Regions from separate parts of the Sus scrofa genome. Here region 2 is linked to region 1. Evidence: chromatin contacts called from public Hi-C data. All regions are on one chromosome and are shown on one strand. The core of a region is the stretch at or near the end of the contact, and the rest is flanking DNA. Distances in the headings are between cores, read along the strand shown. Region 1 holds the start of OGG1 (N-glycosylase/DNA lyase). Region 2 holds the start of TADA3 (transcriptional adaptor 3).

What was found. Hi-C and Micro-C count contacts between places; a contact is called where the count stands out from the background.
Region 2: a Hi-C map of skeletal muscle shows a contact between it and region 1, with 7 times the contacts expected there. The contact joins the promoter of TADA3 here to the promoter of OGG1 in region 1. A contact is called at or near these places in 3 of 5 promoter capture datasets (fetal liver, fetal skeletal muscle and liver), 14 of 47 Hi-C or Micro-C datasets (alveolar macrophages, blood, embryonic fibroblasts and 8 more) and 2 of 2 datasets of contacts at active chromatin or transcription factors (alveolar macrophages and skeletal muscle).

The regions. Positions count from the first base shown.
Region 1 is chr13:66,035,244-66,041,299 of Sscrofa11.1, forward strand. OGG1 (N-glycosylase/DNA lyase) reads left to right here and starts at 3,426. Exons shown (of 10, transcript XM_001928192.7): 1 at 3,426-3,906; 2 at 4,182-4,289; 3 at 4,867-5,114; 4 at 5,696-5,875. The coding sequence starts at 4,183. It overlaps BRPF1 (peregrin), which reads left to right. Exons shown (of 12, transcript XM_021069303.1): 10 at 1-125; 11 at 473-627; 12 at 1,350-2,203. The coding sequence ends at 1,533.
Region 2 is chr13:66,077,681-66,083,177 of Sscrofa11.1, forward strand. TADA3 (transcriptional adaptor 3) reads right to left here and starts at 2,292. Exons shown (of 10, transcript NM_001206536.1): 1 at 2,086-2,292; 2 at 1,906-1,963; 3 at 979-1,211. The coding sequence starts at 1,185. It overlaps ARPC4 (actin related protein 2/3 complex subunit 4), which reads left to right. Exons shown (of 7, transcript NM_001206535.1): 2 at 2,757-2,821. The coding sequence starts at 2,819.

The DNA of each region.
Region 1 (6,056 bases), core at 2,176-4,675:
ATGAAGTGGTAAGGAAGAGTCTGGGCAGGGGAGCTGGCTGGCTGTCGGAGGATGAGGACTCCCCGCTGGATGCTCTGGACCTGGTGTGGGCCAAATGCCGAGGGTATCCATCGTACCCAGCTCTGGTAGGCTTCCACTTTTCTTGTCATACCCCTTGCCTTCCAACCCCAGAACACAAACTCAAAAATTAGCAGATTTTTCCTACTCTCTGCTGAGGTGCAGAGCACAGGGGTCTTTGGCAGATAGACACTTAGAGGTCCCTGGTTAGTTTCCCCATCTCTTTTTCTTCCTTTTGCCACTTGGGCTCTGAAATAGTTTAGCATGGGAAGAAGCCAAGGGTTAGCATTGCAGCCTTAGTAGCATGATAACCTTTTTCTGTCCTCACTTCAGAGGTGGTCTCCACATTCTCAGATAGGGTAATCTTTGGGGAAGGAGGAGACTGAACTAAGTCAAGGTGTTATTACACCCTCAGATCATTGATCCAAAGATGCCCCGGGAAGGTATGTTCCACCATGGGGTTCCCATCCCTGTGCCCCCACTGGAGGTGCTGAAACTTGGGGAACAGATGACCCAGGAAGCCCGAGAGCATCTCTACCTCGTCCTCTTCTTTGACAACAAGCGAACCTGGTAAGCAAAGAGGGGAGCATTTGCCATGACTCACAGCCACAGATGCAACCCTGAGTATGGGGCCAGGCTGCCAGGGAACTCTAGCAGCTGACAGCCCAGACTGTCATAAATCAGTGGGGGAAGGACCTAGATCTTTAGACAAAAGGGTCGTATTGACCATGAGTATGAGAGACTGAATGGGCAGCAGCTGATAAACAGCAGTAGCTAGAAACCAAAGGATTATCAGTGACTGTGACAAATGTGGGGGTGGCTACCCACCCAGATTCAGGTAGCTTCTAGACTTAGTTTTTCCACCTCCGCCTCATAGTGACAAATGGAGATATAGCAGGCATAATCATTCAGGCTCTGAATCCTGTTCTGTCACTTTCATGTATGTAATCTTTTGTTGTTATTGTCTGCAGATAATATTTAATATCAGTTAAGTCTGCCTGGAGCCTCTGGGATAGGGTACTTATTTCAGGTTGGGATAGGCCTCTTTTTACACCCATAAATACCCTGTGGTTATCCCTCAGTAAGACTGTTGACTGGGCTCTTTTCATCGCTAGACTGTGAGCAGTTCCATAAGGGCAGGGACTGCATCTCTCAGTTTCTCTTACCTCCCACCAGAGCCTGGCCCAGAGTTGGCACTCAAGAGGTGTTTTTGAATGAATGAATAAGTAAGGAAGGCCGGTGCTTGTTGCTCTCCCAGAGATAACTTTTCTGATCCTCACTTCATCCTACAGGCAGTGGCTGCCCAGAACTAAGCTGGTTCCTCTGGGCGTGAACCAGGACCTTGACAAGGAGAAGATGCTGGAGGGCCGCAAATCCAACATCCGCAAGTCAGTACAGATTGCCTACCACAGGGCTCTGCAGCACCGCAGCAAGGTGCAAGGCGAGCAGAGCAGCGAAACCAGCGATAGTGACTAATACTGCCCAGAACAACCCAGCCTACAGTGCCCTGCCACCTCTCTCCTCCCCTTTGCTCACTGTCCTGGAGTGGCATCGGCCTCTGCACTGACTCATTCCTGGTCTTGGGGCCAGTCTCAGGGGAAGCTGGGTGGGGGAGGTCCCTCCCGCCCTGAGTGCAGCTGGACTGTACAGAACACTCCAAGGGCCCATGGTGGCTCTGCGCAATGAGAGGAGAGGTCCTACAGGCCAGAAAGCTCCAGAGACCTCACGGCATTGCAGTGCAAGGTGGTGGGCCAAGGTTAGGACACTGTGTAAACAGGCCATCCCACCACCTGCCTGCTTGTGCCAGGAGAATCCTAACTGCCTAGTGGCCTGAGGCCCCTGAGGTGGTGAGGTGAGCGGGCATCTGCCCAGCCTAGCAGTGGGATTGATGTCTGTCCAGCCCGGAAGAGGGGCACTAGGTGACCCCCTCCCCTGCTGTTGTAAATACTGTAATTAGCGGAGAATTTAAATTATTCTCATTTGTAACTGCGTTTCCGGGTCGCGCCAGAGTCATTTGGTACTAAAAATCCTGGGGCCTGTCCCCACTTCCCTTCTTCCCATAGATTTCCCTCTCCTTTCAAACTGGTTTGTATTTATTTCAAAGGAAGAAAATATATTGATTCTTAGAAAATAAATGGTCTGTTTGGAATTCTTGGTTCTTGCCTTCTGCCAGGGCAAAGGGATAAAAGGTTCTCTCCCCCAGGGATGGTAAATAATTGGCCCCAAGCGGTTGCTTGTTGCTGTGTCTGCTGCATTTGTTAAGACAATAGCAAAAATAATGTGACAGCTCCCGTTCTCCATGAACTTAACTAAGTGGTAGACCCTGTGCTGAAGCACTTTTAGATAGTTTTGTATAATCCTTGAAGTAACTTTGGGCAAAGTTAATAGGGCACTTATCTCCACAAAGACATACATTGAGGTTTAGAAACATTAAGTAACTTGCCTAAGTCCCTACATCTGGGAAGTCACAGAGGTAGGATTTGCCTCTCTGCAATGCTTGCCCTTTAAACAGCATGCCAAACTGCTGGAAAAGTCTAGTGCCTGTTTCTAGTGGACTCCAGGTGCTTCAAGTTCTTTGCCAGTTGGATGGTCCAAGTACTTCTTTACAGTGGCTATAGCTGTGACCTTCCCTGTTTAGCTGCGGACTGAGCAGGAATGCAAAAGGTTACTCTTCATTCATTCCCAACCCTGACACCTCTTCTGATTTCAACATTTATTGAAGGAAAGCCCTCCAAGTCTGGGCACCTATGAGCTGGCCTGCCTACAGGTGAGAGGGCTACAGGCAAGCAGCTGTCCCTGCCTTGCAGCTACTGAGCAGGGCAATGGAGATGCTGCCAGGCTCTGTGGGTGGGTGGACACTGACAGATCAGCTGCCAGGCTCATTATTCAGATGCAGGAACCAAATATCACTACGCAGGGGAAAAACCACCCAAAGACAGTTCTTTGTCTCCTTGATTTTTAACTTTTTCCAGAATGGAAGAAGTTGCATGACACATCCTTCCTGGGCCAGTCCAAGGCGCTGGCATCTGGGCTACCTCGGGACCACACACTTGGTGGTCCTGTGGCCTCTATGGGCCGCCTGGCCCAGTCCCCGAGGAGGCCCCAGGCTGGCTGCATCTGCAGGAAGAAGCTGCTGCGTCCTGAGACAGAGTTGTTAGATCTCTCACGAAGAAGCCCGTGAGGAGGTCTGAGGCTGCAGCGTCAATGCTCAGCGACAAGGTCTCCGAGGGAAGCCGCTCAGCCGGCGGGCGCAAGGGCAGATCCTCCGGACCAGGCGCTGTGGAGACACTCAGAGGCTCAACGGAGCCGGAGCTGCATTCTGGCGCGATTCTCGGTGAAGGGGGGTTCATGGGAGGCGGACTGAGGAGGGAGAGGCTCGGTGAGAAAAGCTATCTTTGGACGGCAGGGGATAGGACCTGATTCTGAGGGCAGGCAGACCCTGAGGAGTCCCAGGGCTCTGAGGAGAATGGACAGTGAGGACTAGGGCCTGAGGGCGCTCTCTGCGACCGGGCTGCGGGACGTCGGGACGGAACCAGCGGGCGTGCGGAGCGAGCACAAGCGCAGAGAAAAAGCCCAGGGCGGGCAGCTAGCCCAGCGCGCGCCAACCGCTGAGGCGCTGCAAAGTCCACCCACCCGACGCCACGCCCGATTTTCATTGGCCTCTCTTAGCTCTCCGCCGACTGGCTACCTCTGGATCCAATTAGCCGGGCTTGAGCCCTACTTCCGGCGCTAGCGAGGTCCGCCCCTTAAGAAACCGGAAGAGCGCTTCTGCGCGCGCTTCCCAAAGTCTCAGCCGCTTGAGGACCTGTGGTGCGCGCCCAGAGGCTGTGGAGGGCAAGGGGAGGACATGTAAGGAGGATGCGCCGGAGGGTAGAGGCAGGAGATAGGACAGAATGGGAGGGGCGGAGCTTTGGTGGCCAGCAAGGGGCCGGGCCTGAGGGGAGTGAAGGAATTTAAATGAAACTAGCGGGGCTTTAAATCAATTTAGAGGTCAGGATTTGGTGGGGAGGCCTTGAGGGGCGTGGTCTTTTGGTGGTAAGTAGAGCTGCTATGGAGTGGGCAGGACCATCACGGGGCAGAGCCTGAAGTGGAAAGATTAGCCCTCTCTCCGTTCTGCCCCGTAGCATGGGGCATCGCACCCTAGCCTCTGTCCCAGCTCTATGGGCCTCCATCCCCTGCCCACGCTCTGAGCTGCGCCTGGACCTGGTTCTGGCTTCTGGGCAATCCTTCCGGTAAGTCACCCTGGCTCTTGGCTTCTAAGCACTGCAGACCTGGGACGTAAAGAATCACTGGGGGTTTGGAGTTCCCGTCGAGGTGCAGCGGAAACGAAACCAACTAGGAATCATGAGGTTGCAGGTTCGATTCCCTGGCCTCGCTCAGTGGGTTAAGGATCCGGCGTTGCCGTGAGCTGTGGTGTAGGTCTCAGACGCGGCTTGGATCTGGCGTTGCTGTGGCGTCGCTGTGGCCGTAGGCTGGCTGCTCCAATTGGACCCCTGGCCTGGGAACCTCCATATGTCGCCGCGACCTTAATAAGACAAAAGGAAAAAAAAAAAGGGGGGGAATCATTGGGGGAGATGGAAGAAACTTCAGAGTACAAAGGAGAGACTGAGGCACGGGTGGTGACCCTGTTACCTCCTTTATGAAGTGGAGATAATAAGCCTGCGGGTGCAGTGTAGCTGCAAGGATCAAATGATATAATTGCATTTTGTAAATCAGTTTTGTATATGGAGCAGCTGTAGAATGGGAGGGCCCCAAAGTGTGCAGGACGGGAAACTGAATGCTAGGCCTCCCGTGTGCCTGGGGGCTCAGGTGGAGGGAGCAGAGCCCTGCACACTGGAGTGGCGTACTGGCGGACCGTGTATGGACACTGACCCAGACTGAGGAGCAGCTCTACTGCACTGTGTATCGAGGGGACACGGGCCGGGTTGGCAGGCCCACACTAGAAGAGCTAAAAGTGGTACGACAGTACTTCCAGCTGGATATCAGCCTTGCTCAACTGTATCGCCATTGGAGTACTGTGGACCCCCACTTTCAAGAGGTGGCTCAGAAATTCCAAGGTGAGTGCAGAGCCAGAGGTATGGGTTGGAGTACTTGTGATTCAGTTAGACTACTCAATTTCACCATCTGTTAAGTGGAGATGATATCTATCTCAGGATTTTATGAGGGTTAAGGAAGCTAATACATATAAGGTGGTAAAGTGCTTGGAATAGTGCCTGACACATAGTAATTATTATTCCTGTTATTATTGTCCTGCTGACCACAATAGTAGAGTAACAAGGATACTGAACCAGATCTTGGCTGTGTGATCTAGGGTTAGTGACATCATTCGTTCTGTAAATGTTTACAGAGCATCCGCTCTGTGACTGAGGATCCTGCAGTAAACAAAACAGAAACAAATCCCCACCCTCATAGTGCTTACATTGTGGCTTCTTCATCTGTGGAATGGAATGAGAACCCAGCCCTCACAAGATGCTATGAGAAATGAGAGCTCTGGTGTTGCTTTCTCTAAGAACATTGTCCCCTCATTCCCTTGGGAATCCCCCGTCCCTCAAGCCTTGGTGTCTAGGATCTCAGGGTGAGAGGAGGCCACTCCCAACTCTGAGGTGCTTTCTGATCCCCCTGCCTTTCTGGTCCCCAGGTGTTCGGCTCCTGCAACAAGACCCCATCGAGTGCCTTTTCTCCTTCATCTGTTCCTCCAACAACAACATTGCCCGCATCACTGGCATGGTGGAGCGGCTCTGCAAGGCCTTTGGACCTCGGCTGATCCAGCTTGATGATGTCACCTATCATGGCTTCCCCAGTCTGCAGGCCCTAGCTGGTGAGTAGGTGGGTTCCTGCCCCCAGGCTCTCCAACAGCTTCCAAAATCTGTTCGGGTTTCCCCTGGTACCCCTTCCATCTCAAAGCTACCTGCCTTCCCAAACACTGCCCTCATCCAGAACTACCCTGCCTGATCAGCCTCAGTTACACCTCATATTCCCTATCTGGCCTAAAATGTCAG
Region 2 (5,497 bases), core at 1,042-3,541, 41 kb after region 1:
AACTGATCCTCAGAACTAGGAGGTAACTTGTGCAAAGTCACATAGCTGGCAAACAGCAACGCTGGCAAGTGCTTGGGCCAGGATGCAAATCCAGGCCTCCTCATTCCAGTTACCTCAGTACTCCTAACCACAACAGCACATCAGTTGGTACTTGTGTGCCCTCCTCCTCCCTTCATTCATTCTTTTTAGGGCCACACCTGTGGCATATAGAGGTTCCCAGGCTAGAGGTTGAATCAGAGCTGCAGCTGCTGGCTTATGACACAACTACGGCAATGCCAGAACCAGACTACGTTTGTGACCTACATTACAGCCCATGGCAATGTCAGATCCTTCACCCACTGAGCGAGGCCAGGGATTGAACCCAAATCTTCATGGATACTACATGGGTTCATTACCACTGAGCCTCAATGGTAACTCCCTCCTCCTCTCTTTAGTTGGCAAGCTCCCTCAAGGCCCAAATTGTCCTCACTACCTCTCTAATGATGAGCACAGGATCCAGAACATTGTGGGGAGTGGGGGTCAATAGATGCTTAGTGGATTAGAAATCCTGAAATTTATGAGGATCATGCACATTCCTACTTTGATTTTTTTTTTTTAGGGCCACACCTGTAGCATATGGAGGTTCCCATGCTAGGGGTCAAATCGGAGCTGTAGCCTCTGGCCTATGCCACAGCCATGCCAGATCTGAGCCTCGTCTGCAACCTACACCATAGCTCATGGCAACACCGGATCTTTAACCCACTGAGCGAGGTCAGGGATTGAACCTGCGTCCTCACAGATGCTAGTCAGCTTCGTTTCCACTTAGCCACGACAGAACTCCTCCTGCATACTTTACACGTCACATAAGCCCAGTTTGGGTTTCTCTTCCCCCCACTATGCTCCCATACCTCAGGCCTCAGCAGAGAGGGCTAGCTACCTCAGTGACCCATGCCACAACCTGTCACAGTCCATCCCTGGTGTCCCTCTGTGGGGTATCACCTGGGTTTCAGCCTCGAGCACCCGCAGGCGTCGGCTGGCAGAGGAAAGCAAGGTCTCAAGCTCCAGCTGCAGAGTGTCCAGCTCCTCAATACCGATGCCATCATCCTCAGAGCGGGCCAACACTGCTGTGTAGCGGGGACAGACTTTCAGGTGGTCCACAGACTTGAAGTCATGGAACTGCAAGGGGCAGTCCTTCAGCTCACTCATGGCCCAGGATAGGGGACCCTGTGGAGCTGGAGAGAACGGACCACTGATGGGGGGACAAGTGGCACAAGAAAAGACCAAGAGCTCCTTCTATTCAGACAGCCTCAAGAAGAAAGCCAGGCTTCAGTATCCTACTAAGGCTGAAGTCACAGTTCCTATTTGTAAAGCACCTACTGTGCACCAAGCTAGATGCAGACATTTTACTGGCTTCTCATTAAATTCCTCACATAACCCCGTGACTCATGGTGATCTCCATTTTACGGATGAGAAAACTGAGACTGTTAGAGTGGGTACATGTTCATGCTTATCAACACGCAATCTGAATTCAGGTAGTTTTAAGTCTGTGCCTCTAACCACAGTTATACTGTGCCTGTCCTTCTGATGCTCTTCCCTTCAGCTCCACTCTTCCAGAGTTCTGCTAAACTCCAGAATTCCAAGTATTCCATACTTACGTTAACGTTCTTTGTGCCTCCCAGCCTCTCCTAGTTTCACCCTCCCCACCTTTTCCCTATTTGCCCCAGATAGTAAGGAATGTGAACTGCTAAACTAGATACATCAGGATTCAAGCTCTGGCTTGACCAGCCTCTATTTATATAGCCCTGAACATGTTAATTATCTCTCGAGTCTCAGTTTTTCTATCCGTAAAATGGGACAAAAGACACCTGAGCTTGTTTCCCCATAAGAAGTTTGAATCTATAAAACGGGGATAGTAATAGTACCTACCTCCCTGGGATGATCTGAGGATTAAAAGATGATGCCCGTCAAGAGCCCAGTTCAGTGCCTGGCACAGAAAAAGTGGGACTGGTTAATGACTGGCCCCACCCATGGATAGCCCCAGTGTCCCGCCTTCTGGGTCCCAGACCTTTACCGCGGACACCCTACCGCGGCCCCCGCCCCCTCTACCTCCTCCTAGCCGCCTCCTACTGCCCCCGGGCCGCGGGTGGGGGCGGGGAGTTCCGGTCGGTGAGAGCTACCGCCCCGGAACTGACTAGGGGCTGGCCCCCAGCAGTGCACGCGGGGGCGGAAAGACGCGAGGACCAGCCCCTGGGTCTTTCGAGGGTGGGAGTTTGCCGGCAGCGAGTGAGCCCGCTGCTAGTGGGGTGGAGAGAATAAGCCTCGGGCGTACCCTCGGGAACAGCCCGGCGCCTGGGGGCGGGGCTCGGCGGCCGGGTTCTCCGCTTGGCAGTTAGTCCCGCTGAGCCCCGAGGGCTGCAGGTAGGAGGGGCCCGGAGAAAGGATGGGGGCACAGAACCGGAAGGATCGAAGAGCTCCCCCGGCTCGCCTTGTCCTAATATGGTGCCCAACCTGAGGCTGGGCTGCACCACTGCATGGCTGTGAGGGAAGATGGCAGCAAAGACGACAAGAAGGCCAAAGTCACAAGCGAGAGCCTCACCGATGACGGGAGAAGCTTGAGTAGTGATTTCAAACTTCAGGAATCTAAAACTACCACGGCAGTCCTAGCGGGAAAACTTCCGAAGTGCCAAGTGTTTTTAGCTTCTCCCTCCCCCGCTCGGGACATAGATGGTACAGTCCGGACGTCCGGGCGGAGACTGCGGCTGCGCTTCTCGCGAAAGGGCAGGCGTCGCGGGGCTGGCCACTTCCGTACTTCCGCTTTCCGGCCCAGCCAGCGCCCGCGATGGTGAGAGAGAGCCGGGACCCGGGCCAGGGACCCCCACTGTTCTGTCCTCAGGCTCTGGGTTTGGGGGAGATGCGGCTTTGCAGCGGAGAGGCGCTGAGCCGTGGGGTGCTGGGGGTGCGGGGGCACCATGAGGTTGGGAGGAGGGAGGGGCGGGGGCCGAAGTGAGAAAGGAGCGAGCGGGGGACGCCCTCCTAAGAAGCAGGCCTTTCGGCTTCATAGTCTGGGTTTTGAAGCAGGTGGGAGATACTGAATCAGAGAGGAAGCTGGGAGTGGGTGCTCCTAGGTATGGTAGCACGTCGGAGGCACGTAGTAGGCCCCGTAGCCCTTAGTAGGGCCGCTGAGGCTTGTAATAGGGCCACCTCCCCAACCAGTGCAGACCTTCACTAAATATGCACCCCCCTCTTGCCCTCTTGACCCCATGGTTCTCTGAGGGAGAGCGTTCTCTGTGGAACTTCCTTATCCCAGTCTTCATGTTGCCCCAGCTGTGCTTCTACCTCCCAGACCGCTTCCTGGTCGGAACTCAACCGTATCAGTCTTACTATAGAATGTAAGCTCTGATACTGCTGATTCCTTCCTCCTTGGAAATCCTCTCATTTGATAACTGGCTGTTCATAGCAATTTAGACTCACTAGCTTCCTCTTTACACTCTCCCTGGTGGTGCTACCTATTTAACATACAGGTCTTCATGACCGTCTGCATTCTGGTAACTCCTAAATCTGCTGGTCTAGCCCTCTTTCATGGTTCACCTGGAAGTGTTGAAGACACCTTGAAATTAGACTTCCAGGCCGTAACTCCTCTTTCCCTAAACTTGCTTGTCCTCTTGTGTTTGTCTTCTGGCTTTGTGTTTTCATAACCTCAGTTAGAAACCTGGGATATTCTAATTGAAGCCATGCCTTTTGCTTTTCTTAAACATCAGATTTGTTGAGGTATTACACCAGAATGCGTCATCGTGAAAGGGCAGGTGTCATAGGGCTGGCTACATAAAATTTATCCTTTTTAGGTTTGCCTTCTATGAATTTTTTTTTTTTTTTTTTCTTTTTAGGGCCACATCCACTGCATATGGAGGTTCCCAGGCTAGGGGTTGACTTGGAGCTGTAGCTGCCAGCCTGTGCCACAGCCACAGCCATGCTTGATCCAAGCCACATCTGTAACCTACACCACAGCTTATGGCACTGCCGGATCCTTAACCCACTGATTGAGGCCAAGGGTTGAACCTGTGTCCTCGTGGATGCTAGTCAGGTTAGTTAACCTTGGAGCCACGACCCAGAACTCCTGCCCTCAATGAATTTTGACAGATAAAGTCTTGCTTGTCCTCCATTGCCCCAGGCCAAGCTGTCATCAGCCTCCTCGAATAACCCTCTCTGCATTCTTTCTCACTTCCCTCTCCAATCCATTCTCCACAAAGTCACTGTAGGATATATAGCAGTAGTTGTAGTTGTGTAACTTCCTTTTCAGAAAGCCCCTAGCAGTTCCTTACCACCTTAAGAGAAGAGCTAAACTCAGAAGCCTGGCATTTGAGATTGCCCATGAATCTCTAGGCTACCATTGCAGCCCTATCCATTGAATCTAAAATGCATCCAGGAGTTCCCGTCGTGGCACAGTGGTTAAGGAGTCCGACTAGGAACCATGAGGTTGCAGGTTCAGTCCCTGCCCTTGCTCAGTGGGTTAACGATCCAGCGTTGCCTTGAGCTGTGGTGTGGTGCAGACGCGGCTCGGACCCCACGTAGCTGTGGCTCTGGTGTAGGCTGGTGGCTACGGCTCCAATTCAACCCCTAGCCTGGGAACCTCCATATGCCTCGGGAGTGGCCCAAGAAATAGCAGAAAGACAAATAAAATAAAATAAAATAAAATGCATCCAGGAGAGTTCCTGTCGTGGCGCAGTGGTTAACGAATCCAACTAGGAACCATGAGCTTACGGGTTCGATCCTTGGCCTTGCTCAGTGGGTTAAGGATCCAGCGTTGCCATGAGCTGTGGTGTAGGTTGCAGATGCAGCTCGGGCGTAGGCCAATGGCTACAGCTCCGATTCGACCCCAGCCTGGAAACCTCCATATGCTGCAGGAAGTGGCCCAAAGAAATAGCAAAAAAGGCAAAAAAATTAAAAAATTAAAAAAATAAAATGCATCCAGGAAATTCCCATTGTGGCCTGGTGGTAATGAACCTGACTAGTATCCATGAGGACGTGGGATTGATCCCTGGCCTTGCTCAGTGGTTTAAGGATCCAGCATTGCCATGAGCCATGGTGTAGGTTACAGAATGAGCTCGGATCCCATGTTGCTGTGGCTGTGGTGTAGGCCAGAGACTGTAGCTCCAACTTGACCCCTAGCCTGGGAACTTCTATATGCTGTGGGTATGACCATAAAAAACAAAATTAGATAAATAAAAAGTGCTTCCCGTACACAGCAATGTTACTCATTACTACTTCTAGAACTCTTAATGCCCTTTTTTGGTAATTCTAATCTTGCTTAATTTATTTCTCTCATTCATCCTTCGTTGCACAAAAACTAAGTAAAACACTGTGTATGTTAGTTACTAACTGAGCTAAGTGCAGGGTATGTAGATTTGAATAACCATGGTCTGTTTATTGTTAAGTTTACAGTCTAGTGAAGGAGCAATTACTGTAATAAAGAAAGAGGAATGGTGTATTATTCTAAGTTATAATAAATGCTGTTAAGAGG